2 separate regions of the Mus musculus genome follow, and region 2 is linked to region 1. A link is a contact called in public Hi-C data. All regions are on one chromosome and are shown on one strand. The core of a region is the stretch at or near the end of the contact, and the rest is flanking DNA. Distances in the headings are between cores, read along the strand shown.

Region 1 (6,601 bases), core at 1,814-4,313:
CATGTGTCAAAAATTAACATAAGGAGTGGCATGCCCATGCTGATGGCATATGCCTTCAATGTGACATGCTAAAAATGGCACTTTCTCCTCAAGACCATAAGTCAAGTTTAATCATAAAAAAGACACCAGGCATTTTGGGGGTAAAGAAGATTCTGTAAAATGACCTCCCAGTATCCGCCAACACTATAAATGTCATGACAGTCAAGGAAACATTGACCATATAAGCCATGAGAGGCTAAAGAAACATGACTAACAAGTGGTTTCTGAGATGTACAGCAAGACCAAAGAAAGGTCGATAGGTAAAAATTAAGACTAAGTGTGCTGTGGACACTAGTGACAGAGTTATCAACTTGGTCCATTAATGACAGCAAATGCATTGTAAAAGTGTCAGGCAAAAGCAAAATGGAACAGCAAGGATGGGGGCATGGCCACTCTGTCATTGTCACAGATTTTTGTAAGTCTAAAACTGTTCAAAATGTTTCCTTCTTGTAACAGTTTGGGCAATTAGAGTATTTTAGATTACAACTAGAATTACAAAAGCAAACATTTATTAATCAATTTCTATATCATAGCCACATTTCATGCATTGGTTTTAGCCCCAAATAGCCTGCATTAGAAAAATGTCATTTATAATAAATTGAGCCAAAGTATAATCATAAATTTGCATAGTAAATAGTAAAAATAAGTTGTCTGATTGAATGTCCATTCTGAAAAGAAAAGCTAAATTTATTAAACTAATTTTATTAAATACATATCTTTTGGCATTTATAGTATTTATAGTTCTGAATTATTAGAATCAACAAGGTACAAATCTTCTTAGGATTTTTTTTTAATCATAGAGACAAAGACTTGTGTTTTTAAAAGCCCCCAATGATGCTATAGCTGAAGGTCCTCATCACACTGTAAATAAGAAGACCCCAGGGACTGGAGACAGTTAAGAACACCGGCTTCTCTTCCTGAGGACCAGGGTTTAACTCGCAGCATCCGTTTAGCAGCTCACAACTGTCTGTAACTCTAGCTCCAGGGGATTAGAAGCTGTCTTCAGGCCTCAGTGGGCACCAGGCCAGGCATTAGGCATGTGAGTGACACATGGGCATACATGCAAGAAAACCACCCATACACCAAAATAAGAAGATGTTACATTGTTCTCCATATCATTTGCTATGTGTATCTTCTACAGTTAGCGCTCAAAGCAGATGGGTTGTATTTATTTATGTATTTTTATTTATTATTATTAGTGTGTGCATTGTGTGTGTGTGTGTGTGTGTGTGTGTGTGTGTGCACGCGAGAGTGCATGTGTACACACTTGCAGACACATGCATGCCATGGACTCATGTGTACCATAACACATATGTGGGAGTCAGAGTACGGCTTTCCTGAGTTGGTTCTCCTCTTCAACTAAGGGTTCCTAGGATCAGTCTCGGGTCCTCAGGCTTGTGTGGTAAGCACCTTTATCTACTGAGCTGTCTCTCCAGGCCAAGGGCTTTAATATTTTTATATGAGTTTTGCAGTGGACGTGTATGGAAGCATGAAATGCTATGTTTTTCCTTACGCTAGCATCTTAAAGAAAAGGGTTTTTCCAAGTTCCATTCTATGACTCACAGATTAGCTTCCTCTCCTTCAGAAGCCTGCTGCTCTCTAAGAAGTCTGAGTAACTCCACAACACCACAAGGAAGCTCACATTGGCTATGAGCAGATGCCAGAGGGTCATATTCAGGGTCACCGGGTGACTGTCCTGTGAGCAAGGCTCTACTGAACCTTCACCCCAAATGAATGCAACCAAAAGACATGAGCTGACAAGACATAGGGCTGAAAGTCTGCCTAAACTCCTGACATTCAAAATCTTAAAAATCTGCTCTTATTTTTAAGCCATTAACTGAAACGGTTTGTAACATAAAAACAGACCATCAAACTGAGGAAATTGGACAGATTTTTGGCACCATCGAGGTGGACCCACATTTATTTAACTTTATATAACTGGTCACAAATTAAGTCTGGGAATGGGCATGGTCCTGAAAGCCTTTATAAGATTGTCACATAGAATTAGAGTTTGTGGCCATGAACTATCTAAAACTGTGAGTGTTGGAGACTGAGCTGGGAAACCACACTGAGTCTGAACAGTCACAATTTAGCAAGTCGTTAACATCTGGGATTCACCAGAGGAACACAATGAAACAAAACTTTCTTCCTAACAGTTCTCTGTAGCACACTACTTTGCACAAGGCGTGCAGCAGAGAGGTAAAGAACTCTGCAGCCAGAGGTTCCAGGAAGACAGCAGTGCCTTCTCCCTAAATGATACACGAACACCTAAGCTCCATTTCTGCCAAGTGCCTTCTCCAGGACAGCACATCTGCCTTACACAGAAAGGAAGAGAACGGATCCTTTTTTTTTTTTTAAGCTACATTTTCAGAATTGAATTCAGTGCCTTGTATTCGGTTGTAAGCTGAAATTTAGGTGAGGAAACAGCTAGACAATTCTCACTTAAAGCCTGAAGAAAGGGTTTTAAGATTCTACATTGCAGAGATGGCTACTGGGTCCTTTCACATATGCTGGGAATTCGTTAAGGGGCTGTGTATGCCAAGCCACGCCACCAATTCCGAGACATTGACTCTAACTGAGATGTCTTTATTCTGGTCACACCGGCAGAGTCGCACCTCAGCTAATGTCTACTGACGCATGACACTTTTGCCTGCCCTTTAAGCCATTTATATATTTGCTTTAGGCAGCGTGCACTCTGTATCTATTGATATATAACTGTCACGGGGGTGAATCTAAAACGCCAGGGTTGGAGGAAAAGGAAGGAAGGAGAGAGGGAGGGAGGGAGGGAGGGAGGGAGGGAGGGAGGGAGAGAAGGAGGAAGGGAGCGAAAGAAGGAGGAAAAAAAAAAAAAGCACTGGCTTGCCCTGGAAGGCTGTCTGCTTTTTGAAGCTTCAGATTTCAAAAGCCACAGTCAGTGCTGTGGTGGTTTTGATTATAATTGTTGCTATGTGGCCCTCGTGGTTTTCAGGGCACCTCGTATGTGACCACGCGTGGAACAGGCTGAATAGCGCTGATTAGTGCATGACTATGACACAGAACTGTCTAGAGGTCTTCCAGGCCCCTGTGCTCTCTGGGAGGGGAATGCCCTGAGGCTGGGCTGTTCAGCCTTTGGATGTGTTAACATGAAATAGTTTCCCCGCTCCAGTTTCCACTCGCGCGCGGTTTTTTTCCTGGCTCCAACTTGGTGACCTAATTCTCTAATTTCCCCCCTCAGAGAACATACTTTTTTCTTAAATTATTTTTTTTCTATGAAATCTACACCACTCCCTCCACCTCCTCTCTTTTGATTTCTTATTCAGCCTGGAAACCACCTCACCATTTGTAATTAGCCTGAATACTGGAGGGAGGGAGAAGGGCTCCCCTCAGGAAATAGCCAGAATAAAGCAAGTCCCCCTTCTAAGAGCAGGGAAGAGAAAGGCAGGCCCATGTAAGATGATTAAATGTCCCTGCCTTTTCATCTCCTGCAAAGCTCCAAACCCTGATGAGGGCTATTCTTTGCTCTACTTTGTAGGCTTAATTGACTCATACCACACAGCCTCAGCTTATGAGACTAGACACACTCAGCTCTACTCTCTGAGAATAAATGTAGAATGGGAATCCACAACTTTCAAATGTTACGTTAATGACACGTTATGTTTCTAGGTTGGTCTTTTCTGGATATATATGTAAATGTGTGTACATATAAATGCAGAGGCTGGGGGCTGGCATGCAATATCTTATTCAAGTGATGTCTACCACTTTTTTTTTTTGAGACGAGATCTGTTTCTGAATCCAGAGCTCACTAATTTGGCTAGATTAGCCAGTGAACTCCAGAGGTCAGCCTGTCTCCATACACTCTTGACAAGATTCTAGTCACATGTTGTCTACGTGCATGTTGGGGGTCTAGATTCAGGTTATCCCTCTTGCATGCCAAGCATTTTACTATTTATGGCATCCCTCCCCATTCTACCTGTTAATATCATCTTGACCTAATTTTGCCATGTGTGTATTACTGTGTGTTTTAGGCTCTTAGAAATACCATTTCTATGAAAGAATCTGTCATGTTTCTTGTGTTTCCCTTTACAAATTAGGTTTCTTTTTTTTTTAGGTATTTTCCTCATTTACATTTTCAATGCTATCCCAAAGGTCCCCCATACCCACCCCCCCAACCCCCTACCCACCCACTCCCCCTTTTTGGCCCTGGCGTTCCCCTGTACTGGGGCATATAAAGTTTGCAAGTTCAATGGGCCTCTCTTTGCAGTGATGGCCGACTAGGCCATCTTTTGATACATATGCAGCTAAAGACAAGAGCTCCGGGGTACTGGTTAGTTCATATTGTTGTTCCACCTATAGGGTTGCAGTTCCCTTTAGCTCCTTGGGTAATTTCTCTAGCTCCTCCATTAGGGGCCTTGTGACCCATCCAATAGCTGACTGTGATCATCCACTTCTGTGTTTGCTAGGCCCCAGCATAGTCTCACAAGAGAGAGCTATATCTGGGTAAATTAGGTTTCTTTAAATAATAACATCTACAGTTCAGTCTGTCCTCTGTTCAATATTTCGCTTCTATTATCCAAATCAGTATGGCAGGTAATGGGAAAGTAGTCACTGGAGTCTCTATTTCATAGATGCAACATCTTAAGTGTGGTGTTCTCATAATTCGCCTAAAAGGCACAGTTACTGTTAGGCCTGAGAACAAAACCCAGGGGTCCCGATTGGCAAAACTTCATATCAGTCACTTACCTAAAGCACCTTTCAGTGCTTTAGTCCACCGCCAGTTTGAAGACTGTTGAGAAAAGAGGGAAGAGGAAACCAAAGAGCCAGGAAGTGAAAGGAATGAGAACACTTCCCAGCCATGTAGAGGACATGGGCAGTGGGGAAATGCTTATAAACTGACTAAAAGACATGCTTGAAAACTGACTGCTGAACTTGACAATCTCTAACATCCCCTCAATGCTACATAAGTCGATACCCAATCTACTTTAGTATAGAGTAAAGCAGTCACTACAACCTTTAGAAAGGTCTTCCTCTCTCCTGTTGAGTACAGCAAACATTCATTTCCAATTTCCTGCCAAACAGAGTTTCATCAATTTATCCTTTATTGGGTATAACAGTGAGAAGCAGGCACCTTCCCACTGGGCACCAAGACCATGGCTTTTTATTCCCTTCTATATAGCTTTGTAGTTTTTTTCAAATACCAAAATGAATAACTAAATATACAACTATAATTATTAAAATTTCAAAATATCCATTGATCTGAACTAGTTTATCAAATTGATAATGATGTTGTGTATTGGCCATTTGAGTGCTTTGTTGAGAAACAATCTCTTCAGATGAATGTCTATTAACTAAATAATCTGTTACCATTCTAAATTTCCTGGCACCAGAAAACTCCACAATGAATCAGGTGATTAATCTATGTGGAGAAAACAAAAGACAATCTAGTTCTTGGCTGAATCATTTATGAAGTTCCTGGTGTTACCAATGTACCAAAAGCTGAGTTTCCAGAACCATTTCTGCTGAGAAGTGGCTGGCTGGCTGGTTTGAACAAAATCTCTAACAAGACTGTGGGTGAAATCACTGGTGTCCATGATCATTGGTCAATAGACCCTCAGGAACCTACAGGAAATGTAATTTCATTTTACCTTTGAAGTTCATGTTAAGAATGTTCACTTTTGTGACCCTGGCATTGAGATATTTTTGTAATTTCCCATGGCTTAAGGGCTTTTTTCATGGTGCATTAAGTATCTACCATGTTTAAATAGCATTACAGCCTGTTAAATCTATGACCCACAAAATAGGAAACTCAAAGGCATAGTAGCACAATTTTTAGGAATGGTTTTCTGAAAGGTTATTTCTCTGTAAAATAGAAATGAAGCTATGTCCTTTATGTAAAGAACGAGATTTTGTCTTCTTGGGATCCTTGGCTAGCAAAAAAAAAATTTTTTTAAAGAATTCAATTACCTCCACCTAATTTCCTCTCTTGCATCTATTTTTGCTTCTTTCAGGGAATATTGCTAGATTTGGCTGTGGTATCACATGCTTAAGACATCAAGGGTCATTGCCTATAAAATTCATGACTTACTTTCCATGCCAAAGTTTGACTACACCTGTATGTCAAGTCTCCCAAAAGAAACTTCACACTGAGGAAAATATCTCCAACAAGAGTGCTCTAGTTTTGCTTGGCTTTGGTCTTATGAAATGACTCACCAAACACTTCTACAGGCCTTTTCTCATATTGAATAAATAAAGTATACCTGGATGACTAAGTTCTAGTCACTAACTGTGCTAACTAGCTGTTACTTAGAGACAGAAGATTTGATCGTGGTTTTTGTCCTCTATAATGAAGCTACTTTGCCTTTGAAATGGACCTTTGGGAAAAAAAATCATCATTTGACTTCTGGGCATAATGTCTCAGTGTTGATTGAATTAAAGGATCTAGCCAGAAAGTCACTTGATTAATCATGTGCTAATCTGTGCTTCTATGCTTAATAGACATAGTTCAAAGGACTAAAGAATCATTTCTACAACAGCAACAAAAACTGACCCAATCAATTCAACCCCAAAGTAATTCACTACAGTGAAT
Region 2 (6,601 bases), core at 2,001-4,500, 380 kb after region 1:
CACAGATCTGCCCTGCTCGGCACACTAACACACCTTAGTGTCTCTCTTAGTTTCTTGCAGTCTGCTCTGAGTTCAGTGACCAAATGTTTTCTGAAGATGGCAGCTCTTATTAGTAAAAGATTCCCTGTTTTCTTGAAGGTCAATTTTAATGAGAAATTTCGAAGGACCATTGAGTAGTTCTCTGCTGGTCCCTAGAGCTACATTTTACTCGATTCTGTGTCCTGTCTCATCCTATTTTCTTTGTACTGTAGCATCTTGTTGGAGCCATACAATGATGAGTCTTGAAGCTGAGTGAAAAATGAGAGAGGAGAGTTCTGCATTTATTTCATCTTTCTTTTCCGTGCTTTGCCTTTCATCAAGAATGGCTCTCAGTAGCTGCTCTTCCAGAGGTCCTGAGTTCATATCTCAGCCAGCACAAAGTGGCTCACAACCATCGATAATGGGATCTGATGTTCCCTTCTGTCTAATGCCATCTTCTGTCATGCAAACATACATGTAAATAGAGCATTCATATCCATAAACTAAATACATCTTTAAAAAAAGAAAGACTGTACCCTTCTATAGCCCTAGTTCTATTGGACAGTCCTCTCCCACATCTCATGTTCCATTGCTAAACATGAACTTGTTTGCCTTTTTGAGCTCAGTAGGTGATCACTGTGGCTTGCACTTTGTTATTTCTTTCCTACTTAGCATACTGTTGCAGAATTTCTGATTGTACTGTGAACCCTGAGATTATGCTACTTATTGAAAAGAACCCATTTCTAGTTGAGGTGTGGCTCAGCCCTTAACACACCCTTTCAGTCCCTCTGACTGTAATACAGATGCAACCTTAGAATACACCTTTAATCCCAAACAATGGAGGTAATTTTAGTTTGTAGATGGAAGCACCCATGTTTGAAATAGATTTCTAATAGAATAGCAGACAAAGTAATGAATCAGAGAAAGATTTGGCAAAATAGGATACGGCCAATTTGCAGCGGAAGAGAGAGGAAAGGGGGCAGCAGCAGAGAGAGAGAGAGAGAGAGAGAGAGAGAGAGAGAGAGAGAGAGAGAGAGGAGGCAGCTTTACCAGGAGAGATTTTCAGAGACAGGTTGAAGAAAGAAACAAGCCAGACACAGGTGAAGACAGAATGAGTCAAGAAGGAGAAGGAACCAGAAGATTAGAACAGATTGCCAGAGTTGGTTTGAGGACAAGTAGAACAATTCAGTCACTGGCAGAGAGAGAAGCTGAATTGAATCTATCAGCTTGGAGAGGAGTTTGATCTCAAACAGCTGAGTTAAACCAGCCAGCCAGAGTTCAGAAAGAACAAGAAAGGGTGATCTTATTCAGCAGTAAGTGTCAGAGGCTGAAAACATTCTAGGTCTAGATTATATTGCACAGAGGCTGGAAGCTTCTAGGACTAAGCCTAGGCTAGCTGACAGAGGCAGGAAGCCTTAAAGATGGTAATCACTACAGGAGAATGAAAGTTACATTTACAGTGTGGTCAACTTAGTACTTTCCCTATCTCTGGGGCAAGGCTAATTCTATTAAAATTATTAAAGCTTTGCAGATGGTAGATTTTTCTTACAAGGATAATGATTGATAAAGATCAGACTATACATGAATGTACTTATTTTATATAGAGAGAATAGCACCAAAGACACTCTGAGAGCAGTTATTTAGGGAAGGTCAAGTCAATAACTTTTATTTGGTATGGATTGGAATTGTCCTGGCTATATACAACTCGACTAACCTTTAATTTTCTCATCTGGAAAATGGAGATGGTGCCTGTGTCAGGGAAGGCAATGGCTCAAGCTCTATCATATGCCCAAAGCAGCAAAATAGTGAATAAACCAAAGATGAGATAGAGGTTTTGTGACTCTGCTAAAGGACTTCCTGCAGCACAGGCAGTTACAGTGAGAGATTCTTGATGTATTGTGAGTTTAGTAGTCAGGGTCCGTGTATCTGTACATTAAGGAGAAGCTGTCATCACCAACCAGACCAGGGAGACAGAGAGATAGGGAGAGGGAGGGAGCGGGAGCGGGAGAGGGGGAGGGGGAGGGGAGGGGGAGGGAGAGGGAGAGGAGGAGGGAGAGGGGGGAGGGAGAGGAGGAGGGAGAGGGGGGAGGGAGAGGGGGAGGGAGAGGGAGAGGGGAAGAGGGAGGAGGGGGAGAGGAAGGGGGCTGAGTTAGATGAGAGATAGATAGATAGATAGATAGATAGATAGATAGATAGATGAACAGACAGGCAAACACACACATAAGCACAGGCAGAAAGAGAGAGAGAAACAGCGACAGAGACAAAAACAGCAAGAGACAGAGAGGTGATTCCATTGTGATGATTCAGTAGCTCTTTAGGACAAGTTTGAGTCGGAATCTTAACTGTAATTTGACTATGTTTCCTAGCATCAGTGATACCCATTCTCAGCCAGTCCACTGCAATCGCAAATTAGTCGCCCTTACAGCTCCCCACTAGGAGTTACCAGTGGGCTTTCTTTTCCACTAATAATGTGATACATAGACCTGTAAAAATAGTATGGTCCTTCTGGTAAATGTTGATGTTAGCTGCTGAGGTTGACAGAAATGCAAACAGAAGTGTGAGGTTGGAAAAGCACCACAGAGAGGCCAATCCTCCTGGTGGATGTGTCAGGGCAGGAAAATACCAGGGAAGGTTAGGGGGTGCTGCTGCTTCTTGAGTTAGATTGTTATTCTATATGACGATGACGATGACAACAAACAACAACAAGAACAACAACAACAAAAGTAGAATATACTATATGCCTGGCAGAAGATACCTGAGAGGCAGTTTATCAAAGTATGTCAGCTAGAGTTAGTGTCTGTCTGTAGCGACATTTATTTTTGTTTTGTTTTGTTTCTTTGAATAGAAATAGTTGTTACTTTAATAAATTCTCCTTATTAACTGTCTTAGAGACACAAAATGAAGGTGAGTCTTTGTGAGTGTGTGTGTGTGTGTGTGTGTGTATGTAGACACATGTTGTTTCTTGCCAGTAGCTGAATATTTCAAGGCAAGACCTGACAGTAATTAACTAGAATAGAAGCCAGGGCATATAAAATTTTTTTTAAAAGAAATTGAAATCCTGTGTGTTTGTGGGCATGTATTCCAAAGCAGAAAGGGTTGGAAGACAGCTGAGGCTTTGGGGAAATCCTGTTCGTGCTGAAGATTTGAGCAAACAGGCAAGTGAGCAAACAATGTCATTTTGGATTCCTGCTGGCGATTCAGAAAATTTGAATTGAAAAAACAAGAACTGCTTTCAAAGGTCTCCCGACAGCTGTCAGCTCCTCCACTGTCAGCCATTCTCCAGAGGCTCTAATAAGCCCTTCCTTGTCAGGTGTTTCTGTCTAAACAAGAAACTGCTAGTCTCCTACCTGCAACCACACCCAGAGCGCATCTACCTTTTGCTTATGCACGGATGCGTATGTATTATTATTGAACACAAACTCTTGTTCAGGTTGATCAGTAGGTTGTTTCTGTCAACCTCCTTCGCTGTGGTCTGTAATCTGTAAATGACTCAGCAGCAGGGATCTTGTGTAACAGGCAGTCAGACCCAGCTCTTCTACTGATGAACTAACGAGGAATCTAGAGAAGCAGCTGCCGCTGGGTTTAGACCTCAGTATCCTCAAACCTGTTGAGGCCGAAATACCTTACATTATTTTCCTACATCATAAATAATCAAGAGAGAAGGGAAATCAAGAAAAAAAATCCTAGAAGACAGCCTCTTCAAATATTTCTAAAAACTCTCACTGGTCTTCTGTAGCATTCAACATCCTTGCCCATTGCCCGAAGACATGTCACTTTCAGAGGTCAGAGACTTTTTAAAGAGGAGTTGGTTATTGTACAGTCAGACAGCACCTTTTCCTCCCATCCAAATTCTAACCAGGTCCAACCTTGCTTAGCTTCTGAGATCAGGGTAGTATGGCCAGAACACACCTTCCTCTTAGATAACTTTTTATGCTAATTTTGTCCCATTCCTTGAGAAATTCTTCACTGGTTTGCCCTGTCTACTCTGAAGTGTGTGATGTTCTGTTATCCATGCATTTTACAGTTTGTCCTCCTTTAGGGCGTCATATTCAAACTTGGAGTAATTCAAACTTGGCTTGCATTGTGGTCAAGTTCCTCTTGACTTCTCTTCTCCATCACTGTTGGATGTACTCTCTATCTATTTGGAGCCACTGCCTTGTTTTCTTTCTTTTGACTCCTTTTTGTAGTCCTGCGATATAAACCTACCCCTTACATATGTAGCACATGAGGGTTGCCCTCTATAAACCAAGCTACATGTTTCTGTCCTTCCTTTCTTGATTAAAATATTTCTAGACATGCAGTTCACTTAGCAAATTTACTTGAAGAGGAAATAACCTACTAGTTTTATTCAGTAAGAAAAAATAAAAAGCAAACCAAAAACCAACAACAACAACAAAAAACAAACCTAACAACAGAAAACCACAGGGGCTCTCAAAGAAGCCATCTCCTTCAAAGTACATTCTCACAACCAAAGAAATAAAATAAAGGAAAAGTGAAAGTAGAAAGGACTCAGGGGAAAGAAATAACAAAAAGAAGGAGCAGCTACAAATGATTGTGATTTGACATGTCCCCATAATCTTCTATAAACGAGTCCTCCCATGGACACAAACTGTCATCCTAGACAAATTCTGGCAAGGATTACCCCAGAGTTATGGAATTAAGCACACTGGGTAGCTATTCGAACTTTGCAACTGCTCCTTCTGGGTTCAAATGGACAATATGACAGAACAGAGAAGTAAGCCAGAGCTGCTAGGGAAGTGAAGGGGTGGTGGTGATGATGGTGGTGATGATGATGGTGGTGATGATGATGGTGGTGATGATGATAGTGGTGATGATGATGGTGGTGGTGGTGGTGGTGATGGTGGTGGTGTCAAGGAAAAGTACAGAGACAGACATGAGTATCTCTGTTTCTTGAATAAAGTTGGCCCAAATCTGACACCAACTCTTGAACCCTACTGCTTATGAAGCAGGTATAAAGCATGCCCCCTAGGCATGAAGCAAACATGATAGCGCTTCAGTTGTCTTCCAGGAGACAGAATAATCTCTTGGAAATCATAAACATGAATTGCTCACTATACGAGAGTAACAAAAGTCGCTGTCATATCTTTCACTAAAACCAGAGCGATTGGTTAAAGTGCAAGGGATATGATAAACACCCAGCCACAAATGAGATGTTTATAATACCTTCCCTCTTCCGAAGAAGTCTTCGAGTCAATCGAGGATTGTCTCACAACTGTAGTTGCCTGTATGAGATCTGCACCCGGTGAAGTCAGTAACAGTTTAGCATCAGCTCCTCATCACTACTGAGGACTTATTGACAGTTGATGGCTTCTGGGAGTGAGTCAGTTTTATCTAACTGTTTGACCCAGCACCCAAAAGCATATGTGCAGGATAGGTTATACTCAGAAAGCCTTAAAAAGAGAGAGAGGAGGAGGTAAACTTGGGACTGGGAAGGAATGGTCAAGGGTGGGTCTATGACAAGTTAGGGGGAGAATGGGGGTGAATATGAACATAGATCATGTGCATGCATAAAATTTTCAAGGGATTAATACGAACACTATAGGCTTTTGTAAAAGATACCTGTTGTCATTGAAAACAATCATTGAAACCAATGCAAAAATGGGTAGGGCTAAAAACGCTAACAGATATACTCAAATTCACTTCCGGATTGTTTGAAGATACTTGACCCCTTATGACTTAAGTGTGTTTTCCAATCCTGAGTCTATATATATTGACCTAGAAAATGCATTGAAATTGATGGACACTGCTCATTCTGATTCAAGGCAAAACAGTTCTTAATGAAGGTTACTGTTGCGGGGTCAAATGGGTTTGTGGTTTAGGATTTTGTTTTTAACTGTCATGTTGAGGAAAGTTAGGCAAATATTTGCCCTTTGCTATAAAAGGCTTGACTTTGTTTCCCTTGTTCCATGTTTAGTTGCTTCTGGGAGGTCCTGGCTTCTCACTGTTGCCATACACATGCCAGGAGAAAATTTAGAAGCTTGTCAAGTCTTAAGCCTATCACTAAGAAAGGAAACAAGTGAACCAGCGATTCCTGAACACCATGTATTAAATTTTTTTTCATAAGAACATATGAAAATAGTAAGTCATATATGTTATTTAAAGCCAATAGGATGATCAAGGTCACCGAGCCCTGACTGACAAATCATCCACCTATCTCCTAAGAATGATGGGCAACAGTCAACGTCTTCTTATTTAGGACCATCTAAATCCATCTTTGCTTTCCCACACATCATCTATGTTAAAGAGATTTATGCCCATCTTTTGGCAAAATAGGACAAAAAAAAAGTTCTATCATGATTTTACCAAGGGCAGTGGTCAAGTTGAAAAACTTTACCAGTGTTTGAAGTTTTACCTACTCAGTAGTTTACCTAAACCAGTAGTTTACAATCTACTTTGGGAAAAAAGTAATTTGAAAGGTTGGAGAAATCACCCTCTTATGGAAAAATCGCCTGGTCTTTCCTGCAGAGAATTAATTATCGTGTTGGAAACAGTCTGCAGTTCACTTCTCCCTGCTTCCTTCCGTAGTCATGAATAAGAAATCCCTACTTTCAGGCTCACAACA

Evidence for each region. A called contact is a pair of places that touch in the nucleus more often than the background predicts.
Region 2: a Hi-C map of muscle stem cells shows a contact between it and region 1, with 1.6 times the contacts expected there. The contact joins two enhancer-like sites.

What each region holds. Positions count from the first base shown.
Region 1 is chr10:96,457,713-96,464,313 of GRCm38.p6, forward strand. No RefSeq gene overlaps it. Among named protein-coding and RNA genes, the nearest start is that of Gm33843, 140 kb to the right of the region's middle. Within about 2 kb of position 3,064, at least 65 of the 459 cell types and tissues checked have an H3K27ac peak or open chromatin away from gene starts, as enhancers often do. A contact at or near this core is called in muscle stem cells, where this site is marked.
Region 2 is chr10:96,833,926-96,840,526 of GRCm38.p6, forward strand. No RefSeq gene overlaps it. Among named protein-coding and RNA genes, the nearest start is that of Gm46240, 64 kb to the right of the region's middle. Within about 2 kb of position 3,251, at least 13 of the 459 cell types and tissues checked have an H3K27ac peak or open chromatin away from gene starts, as enhancers often do. A contact at or near this core is called in muscle stem cells, where this site is marked.